Linked DNA regions of Sus scrofa: regions 1, 2 and 4 are each linked to region 3. A link is a contact called in public HiChIP or PLAC-seq data. All regions are on one chromosome and are shown on one strand. The core of a region is the stretch at or near the end of the contact, and the rest is flanking DNA. Distances in the headings are between cores, read along the strand shown. Region 1 holds the start of JAK1 (Janus kinase 1). Region 2 holds the start of LEPROT (leptin receptor overlapping transcript). Region 3 holds the start of PGM1 (phosphoglucomutase 1). Region 4 holds the start of USP1 (ubiquitin carboxyl-terminal hydrolase 1).

Evidence for each region. HiChIP or PLAC-seq counts read pairs in DNA pulled down with a chosen protein or histone mark.
Region 1: an H3K27ac HiChIP or PLAC-seq map of skeletal muscle shows a contact between it and region 3, with 5 times the contacts expected there. The contact joins the promoter of JAK1 here to the promoter of PGM1 in region 3. A contact is called at or near these places in 2 of 2 datasets of contacts at active chromatin or transcription factors (alveolar macrophages and skeletal muscle).
Region 2: a contact with region 3 is called in an H3K27ac HiChIP or PLAC-seq map of alveolar macrophages. The contact joins the promoter of LEPROT here to the promoter of PGM1 in region 3. A contact is called at or near these places in 2 of 47 Hi-C or Micro-C datasets (embryonic fibroblasts and heart right ventricle) and 1 of 2 datasets of contacts at active chromatin or transcription factors (alveolar macrophages).
Region 4: a contact with region 3 is called in an H3K27ac HiChIP or PLAC-seq map of alveolar macrophages. The contact joins the promoter of USP1 here to the promoter of PGM1 in region 3. A contact is called at or near these places in 1 of 47 Hi-C or Micro-C datasets (liver) and 1 of 2 datasets of contacts at active chromatin or transcription factors (alveolar macrophages).

The regions. Positions count from the first base shown.
Region 1 is chr6:147,427,167-147,430,529 of Sscrofa11.1, reverse strand. It overlaps JAK1 (Janus kinase 1), which reads right to left and starts at 1,454. Exons shown (of 25, transcript NM_214114.1): 1 at 1,267-1,454.
Region 2 is chr6:146,985,674-146,988,865 of Sscrofa11.1, reverse strand. LEPROT (leptin receptor overlapping transcript) reads left to right here and starts at 1,605. Exons shown (of 4, transcript NM_001145388.1): 1 at 1,605-1,663. The coding sequence starts at 1,648.
Region 3 is chr6:148,911,689-148,914,958 of Sscrofa11.1, reverse strand. It overlaps PGM1 (phosphoglucomutase 1), which reads left to right and starts at 1,522. Exons shown (of 12, transcript NM_001246318.1): 1 at 1,522-1,948. The coding sequence starts at 1,703.
Region 4 is chr6:149,984,494-149,987,967 of Sscrofa11.1, reverse strand. It overlaps USP1 (ubiquitin carboxyl-terminal hydrolase 1), which reads left to right and starts at 2,022. Exons shown (of 9, transcript XM_021096553.1): 1 at 2,022-2,814.

The DNA of each region.
Region 1 (3,363 bases), core at 205-2,704, 1.5 Mb after region 3:
TTGTTTCTGCATTATAATCATGCCTTAACAATGCCAGACTTTTAATGCTTTCCTCCTCCAAAAAAAAACGACAATTTTATACAGCTGTAAATTCCTGTCACTGAGAGAAAAACCCTGGACTCTTTAAAAAAATATATATATATATATATATCTCCAACCAGGCAGAAGACAGCTCAGAACCAGGTACAAAGAGAAGTGGTACGGAGGACGGGATCCTTTTCCCCACGGCACACAGGAATTCAGAGAATATACAATTATACCAAAAAAAAAAAAAATGGGCACCAACACCTGGCAATAATCATAGCCTTTATTTAGTCCCTTAAAGAAGTTCCTTTAGGGGAAACACACATCTAAGGAGCCCACATCCCTGGAACCTAGAGGAGTGACTTGAGAGGGGTGTTTATTAATCCTGCAAAAGCGACATCTCCCTTTCATGCTTGGCGACCGCACGCGGATGGGGTCTGAGGAGTTCGCCAAGGAACCAGAGATCAGCCCCAGTTCGGGCTAACCAGTCCCTTTACAGTCGGATTCACAATTCCCCGAGTGGCTCTGTTCCTCTTCCCTGGCGACACCCAGGGTGCGACTTTCGCACTTTTCGCTGGATGCCTAGGGCCAGAGTCCCAACGGAACCGACAAGGGGAGGGGGCGTTTCCTGAGTCCCTTACACGCCCCCTGCCCCAAATAGGGCCCCAAATCCCAGAAACTTTCCCTCGCCTAGATGGCAAGGAAGCCAAATGCCTAAGACCCCGAGCCTCGGTCCAGAGGCCTGAAAAATCCTCCTCCCGGCACCCCCGCCCCCCGCTCCCCGGCAATTCTGCCAAAGGGCTGGCGGTCAAGTTCACCGCGCAACAGCGAGGGACGTCAAACCTCAAGCCAGCGCCTGTATCTCAGGGTGGTATAAACAGGATGTCAGCGCGTTTCAGGCTTGTTTATGAAAACTTGGCGTGCGCTCTGGAGGAGGGGGCGGCAAACCTTAACCTTTCCCCTTAGGGCCTGGTAGTCCTGGCCCCTAACCTCCCCGCCGCCGGACGGCTCCATTTGGCTGGAAATCCCCCGCCTTCCCCGCCCGCCCCCGCTCGCCCCCACCCCTGCCGGGCCGGGCCCGGCCCCCGGCTCCGGCGCCGCGCTCACAGAGCGACCCGGGGTGAGCGGCGCGCGAGGCCCGACAGCCGCGGCCGCGTCTCCCGCAAGCGCCGGGCTCCGCGCCCCTCTTCTTGTCGCCCGCGGCCGCCGCAGGCTCCTCCACCTCCACTCAGTGACACTCACCACTTCCGTGTGCGCCTGGGCTGGGAGAGCTCCGGGTCGCTGCGCCGGTCGGGGTCCGGCCGCCCGCTCCCTAAGTGGCCAGCCCCGCAGGGCCCCGGCGTGCACGCGCCGGGGGCTGAGAAGGGGGCGCGGGGCGCGTTATCAGATCTGGGACACGGGCCGGGGTAGTCCGCCGCAGCTCGCTACTCCGCGGCCGCCGCGGCCTGCGCAAGGCGACGCACCCGCCTCCCGCCCCGCCCCGCGGCTCGCCCCCGCCTACCCCGCGGCCAGTCCCGCCTCCTCGTGACGTCACACGCGGCAGCCCCGGAAAGAGGGGCGGGGACCGCGGAGGAGGCGGTGGCACAGCCACCAGCCCCGGTCCAGGAGCCAGCGCCTCCTGCCTTCCCGCCCCGCCCCCACCTGGCTTCGCTCACGCCCTCGCCCTTCAGTCGCTTGCTTCTTTTTAACACGGTCTCCTAGGAACACCCATATAGGGATGACGGGTCTGCGAGCCCAGAAGATGAAACGGTCAGGATGTGGCCATAGGTGGACCCCTCCCGAGTTTGGAGTGCCCTCCACCACATGTTAGTGCGCCGAGATTCATTTCTCACAGTTCTCTGACCCCTGTTCCCACCGAGTGAGAGGCCGAGCTTGTGGAGCACGAGACTAACATGAACTTAACGAGAAATAAATCTAACAATGTTGACAAGTCACTTTGGGTCCTACCCATTCTGTATTTAAAGGTCTCAAAATAAAAAAATTTTTCATACATAGTAATAAAAGCATTTGTTGATATTTAATGTGGGTCTAGCGATTTTCGGGTTTTTTTTTTTTACCAAATCCCTTAAAATGGGTTTTATCTTCATTTTATCCATGAGGAAACAAATTAAGTCTTCTTAGTCAACGTCACACCCCAGCCAGGATTCATACCCCATAGGCAGTCTACAGCTAAATCATGATTTTACTTCCTAAATAGGTCTCCAGTCCACTTGTTTCTCTTAAGTGTTTCAACAACATGAGCCTAGCTGCCACCATCTCTCATCTGAAAGAGCATAAACATCTCTTAAATTGTCACTCTGTATTTAATCCAGTCTCCAGTTAATTCTACACTGTGAGCTTTGAAAATTTCATGTGTTCCATTCACTCCCATGCTTAAAATACTCCAGTACCTTCTCTCCAGAAATCTTTGGATGAGAATCTGCCTAGGCAGATTCATTCAGATGCATGGTCAGACCTCTGCAGCTCAGCTCACTGCGCAGTTAGGCTTCCCCATATGCCCTGATTCCACTAACCCTGCAGGAGGATTCCTGCCTGAAGGCATGGGAGTTACTGCAGCTTACTTCATTCCGAGCAAGTGCTCATGTGGTGGTGCAGGTGCGTGAAAAGAGCATTTGACTGGAGTTCTGGGTTTTAGGTCTAGCTCCCTCCATTAACCACTTGTGTTACCCTAAACAACTCACAGTTTGCGGATAAGAGCTAAGGGGCAGACTACCCAATCTCCAGGGTGGCCTTCTAGAAGGGGATAGCAGAGCTAACAGAGAATACAAGAGAATCAGGTGGCAAGATGGGGCCAGCTGCCTACCTTGTAAGTAAGTGTTTGAGTGCAAGTCTGGCCTCACCTGCCACACGGGGCTCTTTGCATCATTTTCTTCACCTGTTCAATTGGGACAATACCTTCCTCACAGAGATTATGCTGAAAGTGAACTAAGATAAAGCAGGCCAGACACACATGGTAGGCTTGGTTATTCATCGAAATCTTTTTTTTCTTTTTCTCAAACTGGGCCTTAAAAGAACAGGTGGGAATGATATGAGTGGACAGAGAAACAGGAAAGAATCGTATTTCAGGGAAGGCAAAAAGCACAGAAAAAGGAAAGTCAGAAAAGCTGCCATGAACCCGTTGTGCTCATGAACAAATCTGGGAGTTCCTGTCGTGGCGCAGTGGTTAACGAATCCGACTAGAAACCATGAGGTGGCAGGTTCGATCCCTGGCCTCGCTCATTGGTTTCAAGATCCATTGTTGCCCTGAGCTGTGGTGTAGTTCGCAGAGGCGGTTCAGATCCCGTGTTGCTGTGGCTCTGGTGAAGGCCAGCGGCTACAGCTCCCATTAGACCCCTAGTC
Region 2 (3,192 bases), core at 356-2,855, 1.9 Mb after region 3:
ATGCCACGGGTGCAGCCCTAAAAATTAAAAAAATTAAATTAAATAAATAAATAAAAAATTACCCATAAAGTCCTCTGTAGTCCTAGGCAGTGTGACAGAGGACATGGATCTTATTCTTCCAAGTAACGTACTAACAGCAAGTTAAGGGATAGGACTCAGCTTCTAAGGCTTTACTTTCTGTTTTTGGTGACTCATTCTCGGGGAAACATAAAATGGGTAAGTGGAAGAACAATTTTTCAGTGAACATCATCTGGCGAGAGGAAAACAGATTTTCTCAGGAGATGGCTAAAACCTCTGGCAAGATGGTTTTCTCTCTAAAGAGCTTCATAAACTGAAAAGGAAAGTTGGAGACAAATACTGTCTCTGCATTTTTCTGATTCTCGTCATTACCCTGGAGCAAACACCTTATCTTTTTGCATCTCACCATCTTTCAGTTTCTTCTAAGCCTGAGGCATTCAGACCAAGCTGTGCCTCTGAAGTAAGGTCATTTTTCTTCAAAATCATTTCTCCTTCTTGAGACTAGCCTCAGGCTGACGTGGAAGGTCCCAAGAAACCCTTACATAGTTTTCCTAGACACGGCTGGGTGCTTGGGGATGAAAAGGGAAACAGGAGATTTGACCCCATAGGAAATTCTCACCAATCAGGGGAAAGAGGCTTCCTCCTGAGGGCAGCTTTGTGTTTCAGTAAGGTAGCTAGAAATCCAGGCTTCCAGTTTGGGGCCGTGGAGAGTTTTCCCTGAATGCTTTAACTCAACATAGGGAAAGAGAAGTTGACAATAATGTGCTCAATGTACAGTTTTGAGAAAGGAAGCAGAGTAGTGAGCCTGAAAGGTGGTGGTGGTGAAAATTTGTACTTATGTAGCAAGGGGAGCCGGATTCTCCACGAACCCCTCGATCTTTCAATCCTGTGTAAAATTAAGAAAAAGTAATCGAAGAGGAGCAGCACCGTAAAATGGAGGGGTTCTCAGCTAGAAAGAGGGGTAAGTGGCCCATAATCCAACCTCCTGCAAAGAGTTGTGTGAAGCAGGCAAGTCCTATCCTTTCTGAGCCTCCTTCTGAAAAGGATGAACCAGGGCGGGAATTATGCAGAAGCTCAGGACCTAGAGGGAGAGCTCGGGGATCAAGGTCGGGGTAACCCTAAGAGAGCAGGACGGGGCTCTGGGTGGCACGGCTGGAGGAGATAGGTACCAGCAGGGGCGGATTCTGTGCGGCTAGGTTGGAGAGCTGGACTGTCAGGGGCGGGGCTCTGAGTGACTGGGCGGGAGGAGAGCCGGACCTGCAGGGGTGGGGCTCTGATTGGACGGAGCGAGGTCCAGCGGGGGCGGGGCTTTGCGAGGCGGAGGGGTGGAGACCATTAAGGGCGGGGCTCTGAATAGTGCGGCCGGAGGAGATAGGGACCAGCAGGGGCAGGCCCTGAGTGGCGGGCGGGAGGAGATCGGGACCAGCAGTGAAGGGCCTCTGAGTGGCTGGGGGTGGAGCCCATCAAGGGCGGGGCTCTGAGTGGTTGGGCCGAGGGAGGATCAGCAGGGGTGGAGCTATGCGTGGCGGGGCGGGCTTGGGACCCAAGGTACGGCCCTGGGCCGGGTCTGGGCGGGGGCCACGGCCGCGGCAGGAAACCGGAAGCAGCCGCGGCCCCAACTCGGGAGACATGGCTGGCGTTAAAGGTACACCGGAGGTCCCCGGCTCGCTGGTCCTTTGGTGGGGTTGTGCCTCGGCTCCGGGCTAAGCCTGGAGCTGCGCCTTCAGCGCGTGGGCGGGGAACGGCTTCCCCCAGACCCGTCACCCTGCTCGCCTCTCTGGGTGGGAAGGAGCTCTCCTGCTCCCTTGGCCCCTTGGGGTGCGGGTGGAGGCGTGTTTCGGGCAACCTCACCCTTTTTTCTGCAAGACTGCTAGTCTGAGTGCTTTCTCCCGCGTCTCCGGGACGCTCCACGCGGAGCCCTCGCTGGGAGATCCTGGCTAGCCGTGGAGGCATCACCTCCCTGCTCCGTCCCAGTTCCTTGGAGCGTCGTCCCACCCGCTCCTATGCCGAGTTTTAAACTAGGTTTTCACTTCCTGACATGTCCATCCTAACGCCTCTCTTCCCTTTTCCTGCAACTTCGCTGAGTTTCCCATTTCTTCCAGAGGAGCCATTGTCTCCAGTGTTCCCGGAATTGGGACACTGAAATATGTTGTTCCTAATGATTTTTCCAGTTGGGCAGAGTTGGCTTCAAGCGGGTGTCAGCAGAAAGCACCCTGAAATGCTGTTTCTCGTAACTGTGGAGAATGGGTGCACGTTGATCGCCCCTTTTATCAGTGTTTATTCATTTATGGACAGACAAGAAGATAGTGTTTGCGCTGTACTTGCTTTTGGATGGGGCATTTGATTTTAAAAAAGAGGGTACCAAAAACACCAGTTCCCTCATCTACGTGCCTTCAGAGGGACTGGGGATGTGACTGGGAGAGGTCGGAAGTCATCCTTTTGGTTTGGTAAGACGCCTTTTGATTTCTGATCTTTTGAATAGAGTAGCATAACTTGTTTCTACGTTGGCGTTCTAGCCTTGAAATTTATACCCAAAGATCTTCCCTCTCCAGTTAATCGGCATGTGCCTAAACATTCGTCCGGGTGTATTTGTACCCAGGCATGAGTTTATGATGAAATTTATCTGTGTGTGTAAACTGTTAGCAGCAGACGCATTTTCTGGCTGACTTTTACATGTGGCATTAATTAGTAAACATAATTTACTTGGACACTGTCCTCTGTGTAATATAACCATTTGAAGCTAGTGCAGGGAGTTTCCATTGTGGCTCAGCGGAGATGAATTCAACTAGTATCCATGAGGATGTGGGCTCCATCCCTGGCCTGGCTCAGTGGGTTAAGGATCCCTCATTGCTGTGGCTGCGGCGTAGGCTGGCAGCTGTAGCTCTGATTCAGCCCCTAGCTTGGGAACTTCCATATGCCACTAGTATGGCATGTGCCCTGAAAAGCCCCCCCCCAAAAAAAAAAGAAAAAAAAAAAAGAGTAAGCCAGTGCAGAAAACAGATGACAAGTGACAAGTATCAGGACTACACTGTGTTTAGTCATGCGTGGAAACTATCAAATAATACTACTTATTATGAATGTGTTAGAAATTGTGATGTGGTACAAAGGAAGATAGGCTATGAAATGAAAAAGGACTGCGAAAAGGAAGCATTTGCAGGTAATTCAGTTCATCTT
Region 3 (3,270 bases), core at 273-2,772:
CCTGCTAATTCTTGCAGAAATTCTCTAAGACTGGGTTTATGTCCATTTTAGAGTAAAGAGATGGGTACCCACAGATTATTAACTAGCTTTCCCTGGCTCACCCATCTTACAAATGATAACATTTCTTAAGCAGAGGAGGCCATCACTCTCACCAAATCAAGGGAGACGCTGAACCTAAAAGACTGAAGATTCCTACGTAACAACTGAGTCTCTTTCTTTGACTCTATGCTCCAACCTTTCACGGCCACCCTGGTCCTTTTTGATCTCTTCCCTAATTTTCTACTGCATGAATAACTGACTTATTTTGATGGCAATAATACTCACCCTTACCTTGTATTTGTACATACGTTTATCAAGCCTTACCTGTACATTTCCTAGTTCTCAAATCTGGTGACAGGCAGGCAAATGATTGCAAGAGACCTGGGTTTGGAGCCACACCCACCTGAGCTGGCCTCCTACAAGTACTTATCTCTGTGGCCGTGACAGGTCATTTTTCGTCTCTCAGTTTTGCAAGCATAAAATAGGGAAAAAATAAAACCTGTACTTCAGAAACATTATATTCAATAAATCTTACCTATTAGTATGCCCACCCTAGTATGCAAACCCAATGGAAATAAAGTGTGTGGTCTGTCAGTAAAAAGTAGTAGGTTGAATCAGACCTTTGGAGTTGACTCCTTTTTCTAACACAAATACTCTTAATATTTAGAGAGAGAATAGAAAGAATAAGGAGTCATAAAATCGGGCTAAGGCTGACATTTTTATCCCTCAGAAGTGTTTCCATAAAGTTATTTACGCATGAAACTCTAGCTAAACCACAGGAAAACATACAGATCTTCCTCCACTTAGGACGAGGTTACTTCTGGATAAACCCATCCTAAGTTCTAAATATCGTAAGGGGAAAACACTAACCTACAAACACCGTAGCTTAGCTGAGCTTACCTTAAATGGGCTCAAAATACTGTAGCCTTCAGTTAAGCAAATTCATCTAACACAAATCCTGTTTTATAATAAAAGTATTGAATAGCTCATGTAATTTATCGAACACTGTACTGAAAGGGAAAAATAGAATAATGGTACGGGTACAGAATGGGTCTAAGTGTATGGGACTCTTTATCCTCCTGATCAGGTGGCTGATCGCGAGCTGCGTCTGAGGGTACGGAGAGAACATGTACTGCATAGTGCCAGCCCAGGAAAAGATCAAAAATCAAAATGAAAGGTACGGTTACTACTGAATACTTATTGTTTTCACACCATCACGAAATAGAAAATAGTCGTGAGTGGAAGCTTCCTAAGTCTTCTAAGTCCGGCTGTCCCGTCTCTGTTTTTCCCGCTGTCTCAAAGTCTTTGCCCTGTGACCCAGTCCCTACCCTAAGCTCCGCACGTTCACTTAGGGGAGGCGTTGCGGGTTTCTCTTTACAGTGATTGGTTTACCGGGGGGAGGGTACCTCGAAAGGCTCCACCCATCTCACCCGAGGCCTAGGGGTGGGCGCTCCCTATTCCCCTCCCTCTCCGACCTGCAAGGAGGTGGGCTGGCCGCGGAGGGAGGGCCCTGTCCCTTTAAGGAGGAGGGACGAGCAAGGCCGAGGGAGCTGCCGCTGCCCCGACCCGGTCCGCGCCCTCACCCCAGAGCAGCCGCAGCCACAGTCCCGGCCGTCCCCCGGTTGGCAGAGTCCGCTCCGGCCCCAGAAAGCAAACCGCCACCATGGTGAAGATCGTGACCGTTAAGACCAAGGCGTATCAAGACCAGAAGCCGGGCACGAGCGGGCTGCGGAAGCGGGTGAAGGTGTTTCAGAGCAGCGCCAACTACGCGGAGAATTTCATCCAGAGTATCATCTCCACCGTGGAGCCGGCGCATCGGCAGGAGGCCACCCTGGTGGTGGGCGGGGACGGCAGGTTTTACATGAAGGAGGCCATCCAGCTCATCGTCCGCATCGCCGCCGCCAACGGGGTAAGGGACGCGCCCCGTCCTCGGTCGCCGGCGTCGTCCGCCTCCTGCCTCGCTCCCGCGGGGCCACTTCCGCGCGCGGCCGCCGCAGTCTCCACCCACACGTCCTCCGCGCTCGCTCTTGCCCGCCCGGGGCCGCGGGCCGGAGAGGGGCCGCCCCGCGGGGCAGAGCCGCTCCTCTGACCGCTCCTCCCATCCTCCCCCCGCCCCCCGGGGCGCGAGCCGAGGCGCTGGGCTTGACCTTGGGAGGCCGGACCCTCCGCCTCCTGCCCCTCCCTCTCTCCCCTCCCCCCCGTTGCTGTTCTGGCCTCTGACATTTACGTTAACCTTTCTTGCCGGCGAAGATACAGTTACCGAGCAGAGGGCAGTCGCCTTGGCCGGGAAAGGTTAGAGGCCGCCGCTTTGCTCAGAACCCCCTGCATCCCGCCGGATGCCGGCTATTCTGGTCTGGGACTGGAGCCTCCCGCTGGCTGCGAGCCGGAGGCTTTGGGCACCCTCCCCTCAGCGGTCCAAAGGGCAGATCCGAGGGGGCGGTTACCAAGCCTCGTTCCCCATCCCCTGGTTTGCTGGGACCGAGCTTCTGCCCTTAGGCGGCCTGGTTGCTGGGGCACAGGCTTTTGAAAGGGCTCGTCTTTTCCCGGTGTTGTCTCTGGATCTGTTCCACAGAGGCGGCTGGAGCTGAAATTTCATTAGATCAGAAACTGCCTGGCCAAGGGCGCTCTTCCGTAAGCAGTCGTGGCAGGGCAGGAAATTAACGCAACCCTTTGCTTCCTCCGCCGCCTGCGCAGCTAGAGGATGTTAACTGACTTTAGGCACGTCCACTCAGGTGAAACTGAAGCAGATTTTTCAGTAAACCTAGGACGTATGCGAAAGTGTGGGTTTATAAAGTAGGTAAATGGGGACTGAACGTTCACTCACTGTTTTAAAAAAGTTTTCTAGTGAGTTTTTGTTGTAGTTTTCTATGTTTCACATAAGATTTGACTTATACTCAACCTCTTCTGGAACTCATCCCCTTTAGTAATGTGTTTTTTGTGTTTTTGTTTTTTTTTAAAATCCATTTTAGCAAACGAGTTTTTGTTGTGGTTTTCTGTGTTTCACATAAGGTTTGACTTACACTCAACCTCTTCTGGAACTCATCCCCTTTAGTAATTTTTTTTTTTAAATCCATTTTAGCAGTACTTTATTTCTCTTATTAACATATTGAGTGCCATTTTGCCAAGCCCTGTGAGAGAAGCCCTTCGCTTGCCGGATCTCATTTATCTTCCTGCTGCCCTGTGAGGTCGATGCTATTATGGGCAGCTTCAAGTTACCAATGAGAAAACTGA
Region 4 (3,474 bases), core at 773-3,272, 1.1 Mb before region 3:
TGGCAGATATTGTTTTGAAAATGGCTTGTTGTCCTTGAGTTTGATACAGTTCAGAAAATTCAGCTTCTCAATGATGCAGGAACAAACCATATCCACAATGGCCACCTGGCTCCATTTGGTTGCTTGGACCACAGTTCCTCCATTTTGATTTTTAAATTTCCTGTCATCAGGAGCTTGTAAGTCTCTCTTAAAATGAGTATTTGGGATGGATATTGGTCTAAAATGGGTAGATTAAGGGGAAGTTTTCTGTGTTTAGAATTCCTGCTTGGCAAGAGTAGAGGTCATCAATGCCCTGCAGACTTTTTTAGAATAAAAATCATTCTAGGTGATTTCTTAAAATCTTGTGGATTTAAATACCATTTGGGGACTCCCAATTTTATATCTTCTGATAGGAATTCTCTACCGAGCTCCTACTCTGTTGGCTCAATATCTCTACTTCCATGCGAAACAGGCATCTCAGTGTTACTAAGAACAGTGCCCCCTCCCACTAAACCCACTATTACTTCAATATTCTCCATTTTAGCAAGGACCAACCTCTATTCAGTTGCTTTGGTTTAAAAAAAAAAAAAATTCCTTTTTCTTTTTTTGTCTTTTTCTTATCCATCAGCAGATCCTATTGGCTTCTATCAGTTCTCAACATTTCCACTGCTACTACCTTATCCCAAGCCCCCATAATTTTTTCCCTGGGCAGCAGAAATAGCCTCCTAGGTGACCTTCCAGCTTGCAGTTTTGAAGGTCAGCAGTCTGTCCACCACGAGCAGTCACTTAACCGATCACGCCACTCCCCAGCTTCAAACCGTCAAGTGATTCCCGTCTCCTTACCTAACCAGAGCCCTGCCCAGTGTCGCCGATCTCACGTCCCACAATCTTCCGCACTTAAGTTCACTGCGCTCTAAGCTCCTTGGCCTCCCTGCCTTCTTTCCAGAACGCCAAGTGCCTGAAGACTTTTATAACTTACCTTTCTCCTTGCTGGGACCATTCCTCCCTCAGATTCGGCCAAGGCTGGCTGTGTCTTCATTTAGTTTTCTACTCAAATGTCTGACTGTGGTACCTAGAACAGCACCCTCCTTATTTCCTCTCCTATCACTCATATTATTTTATCTCATTTTAGCTTTGCATTTACCCTGCCTAGAAGGGAAAGCCCCTTTGGAGCAGTTAATGTTCATTCGCGCCGTATCCCTGGCGCCTGGAAAAGTGCCTGGCACATCAAGCACCTAAAAACAGGCTTAGTTAAATGAATTTGCACTGAACTTATCCTGTTTTCCACTTGCTTTGTGAGATCACCTCGCCTCCGAGGTAGGCATACAAACAGGGACGGAAGCAGAAGCTATGGAAAGGCCTGCCTTGCCGTGTTTTGAGCCCATTAGTAAGGCCTCGCGCAAGAACCCCTCGAAGCTCCCCCAGCCAGAGCCGGGCGTTAAGAATGCTCTTTAGTCTCCTCGTCGTCCGGAGACAACAAGAGACGTCGGTGGGGAGGGGAAAGGGTAAAGAGGAGAAAATAACGCGTGGAAGGGCTGAGGAAGGAGCCTCGGCTCTGCACCGTTCGGTTGAGAATTTACTATTTTTCATGGCGGCAATTATTTTACTGGATGGCCCGGGGGCTGGGGCTGCGATTCGGGCGCACAGCAGCAAGCGAGGCGGTCAGCCATTTTCCGAAACTAATCTCCCGAGTAACCCCGCCCGAGTGTGTACGCATGAAACGGAGGCGGGACTTATTGTGAGGGCCCCTCTCCGGAAACCGCACCCTCGCTGGCGTCCCACCTTCTGGGATTCACAAAACGCAGACCAAGATTTAACAGTCGGCAGCGAAAGCGCGCACTCGAGCGCCAATGAGAGCGGGAGGAGAACGGCGTCTGAAGAACACTCTCTATGGCCAACAATGATTGGCTGAAGCCCTCCTGTCTTTTTTTTGTATTGGGTGGACTGCCTTTCCCCGCCCACCCAGTTCGCTTTTGTCTAGGTACTTTTGATTGGCTCCTCTTAGGCGGCACGGGGGATTGTTCATTACGGATTGGTGGATTTGAGCACCTGGCGGCTCCTTCCCGAGCAGGGAGTCCATCCCACCTCTCTGTCCTGTTTCCCGACCCGTACGCTTTCCCCTCAACTCTCGCGCACGAATGGTTAAAAAAAAAAAAAAAAAAAAGGGTGTGAGGCTGGAGCCCGCCAGCCAGGCCTCTCGCTCCTAAGCGCGCGCCCTCAGCGAGGACCCGCGCGAGCTGCCCGTGACGCTGCCTGCGCTGTTTGAAACTGCAGAACCCGTTACGAGCTTGAGGCAACTACCGTTCCAGCTGGTTCCGGAGCCCGTGCGGGCCAAGGGGCGAGTGGCGGTCTCGAGGCGGCTCTGGCCTTTCGCGTCTCCACCGCGTGGAGACTAGAACCGGCACTTTCGCAGGACACCACTTCCAATCGCAGCGCTGGCGCGGGCGGAGGCTAAAACACGGGGGTCCTGAGACTGAGGAAAACGCGCCAAGTTCCCGTCGGTGGTGGAGTGAGGAAGACCCTAGCGGTTAGGACGCCGGGCGAGCGGAGCTGCTTCTGGCGCTCCTTGCCGTCCCGGGGCGGGGGCGGGCGCGGGCGGGCGCCGCTCCGGGGATGTAGTTGGTGCGGGCGCCGGGCAGGACCGAGCGGCAGCCCGGGTTCCCGCTCTTCAGAGCGAATGGTCACTCCCCCGCGGGGAGGGCGATCCGACCAGCTTTTCCTTGGGTCGGGGGGCCCCCGCGGGCTCGGGGCAGGGGCTCACCTGTGGCACCCACGCTCGGCCTGGTTGGACTTGTCGGCGTCACCGCCGCGGACCTCGCTTTGGGCCATGACCAGGTAAGGAGGGCCTGTGGAGGTGGGGCCGGCGCCCGAGGGGGCCGCGGGGAGGACCTCGGCTTCGTGGGTGCAGCGCCGCCGCCGAGCTCCGTGCAGCGGGCGGGGCGCCCTCCTGCCGCCGCCGGGGACTCAAGGCAGGTGCGGGCCGGGCGTAAATAGGCCAGCTCCGCGGGCGAGGGTCCCGGAGCTGCGGTCCTGCTTCAAGACGCCTCCCGCCGGGCCCGTGGCGTCCTCACGGGCACGGGCACAGACCCCATCCCGTCTTTTCGCTTTCCTTTCCGTTCCTAGAGAGTGCGGGGTAGCGCCAAGGAATGTTTTCGCTCGCGTTGTCCTGGGTCGGGATTGCTGCATTTTACCGCGCAGTTTAAACTTTTACTTCTTTTTTTTTTAACAAGTATTTAGAATGCCACGTGTCTTAAACCTTTGTTGGGAATGTTCTCCTTATGTTACGTTTTTCGTGGAAAGTTGCAATTAAGTCGTACCACCTTGTGAAGGAGGCCGCTTAAGACGAATAGGACTTAGTGTTCACACTGTCACTTGTTCAGTAACATGCAATGTTCGATTTATCGTGGGTTCTGCGAAACCGGATTTAGATTACGGGAGAAACATTTTTGTTGTAGCAAACCCCAGTGATAAGGACAGGCGGGAGCAAGAAATGGT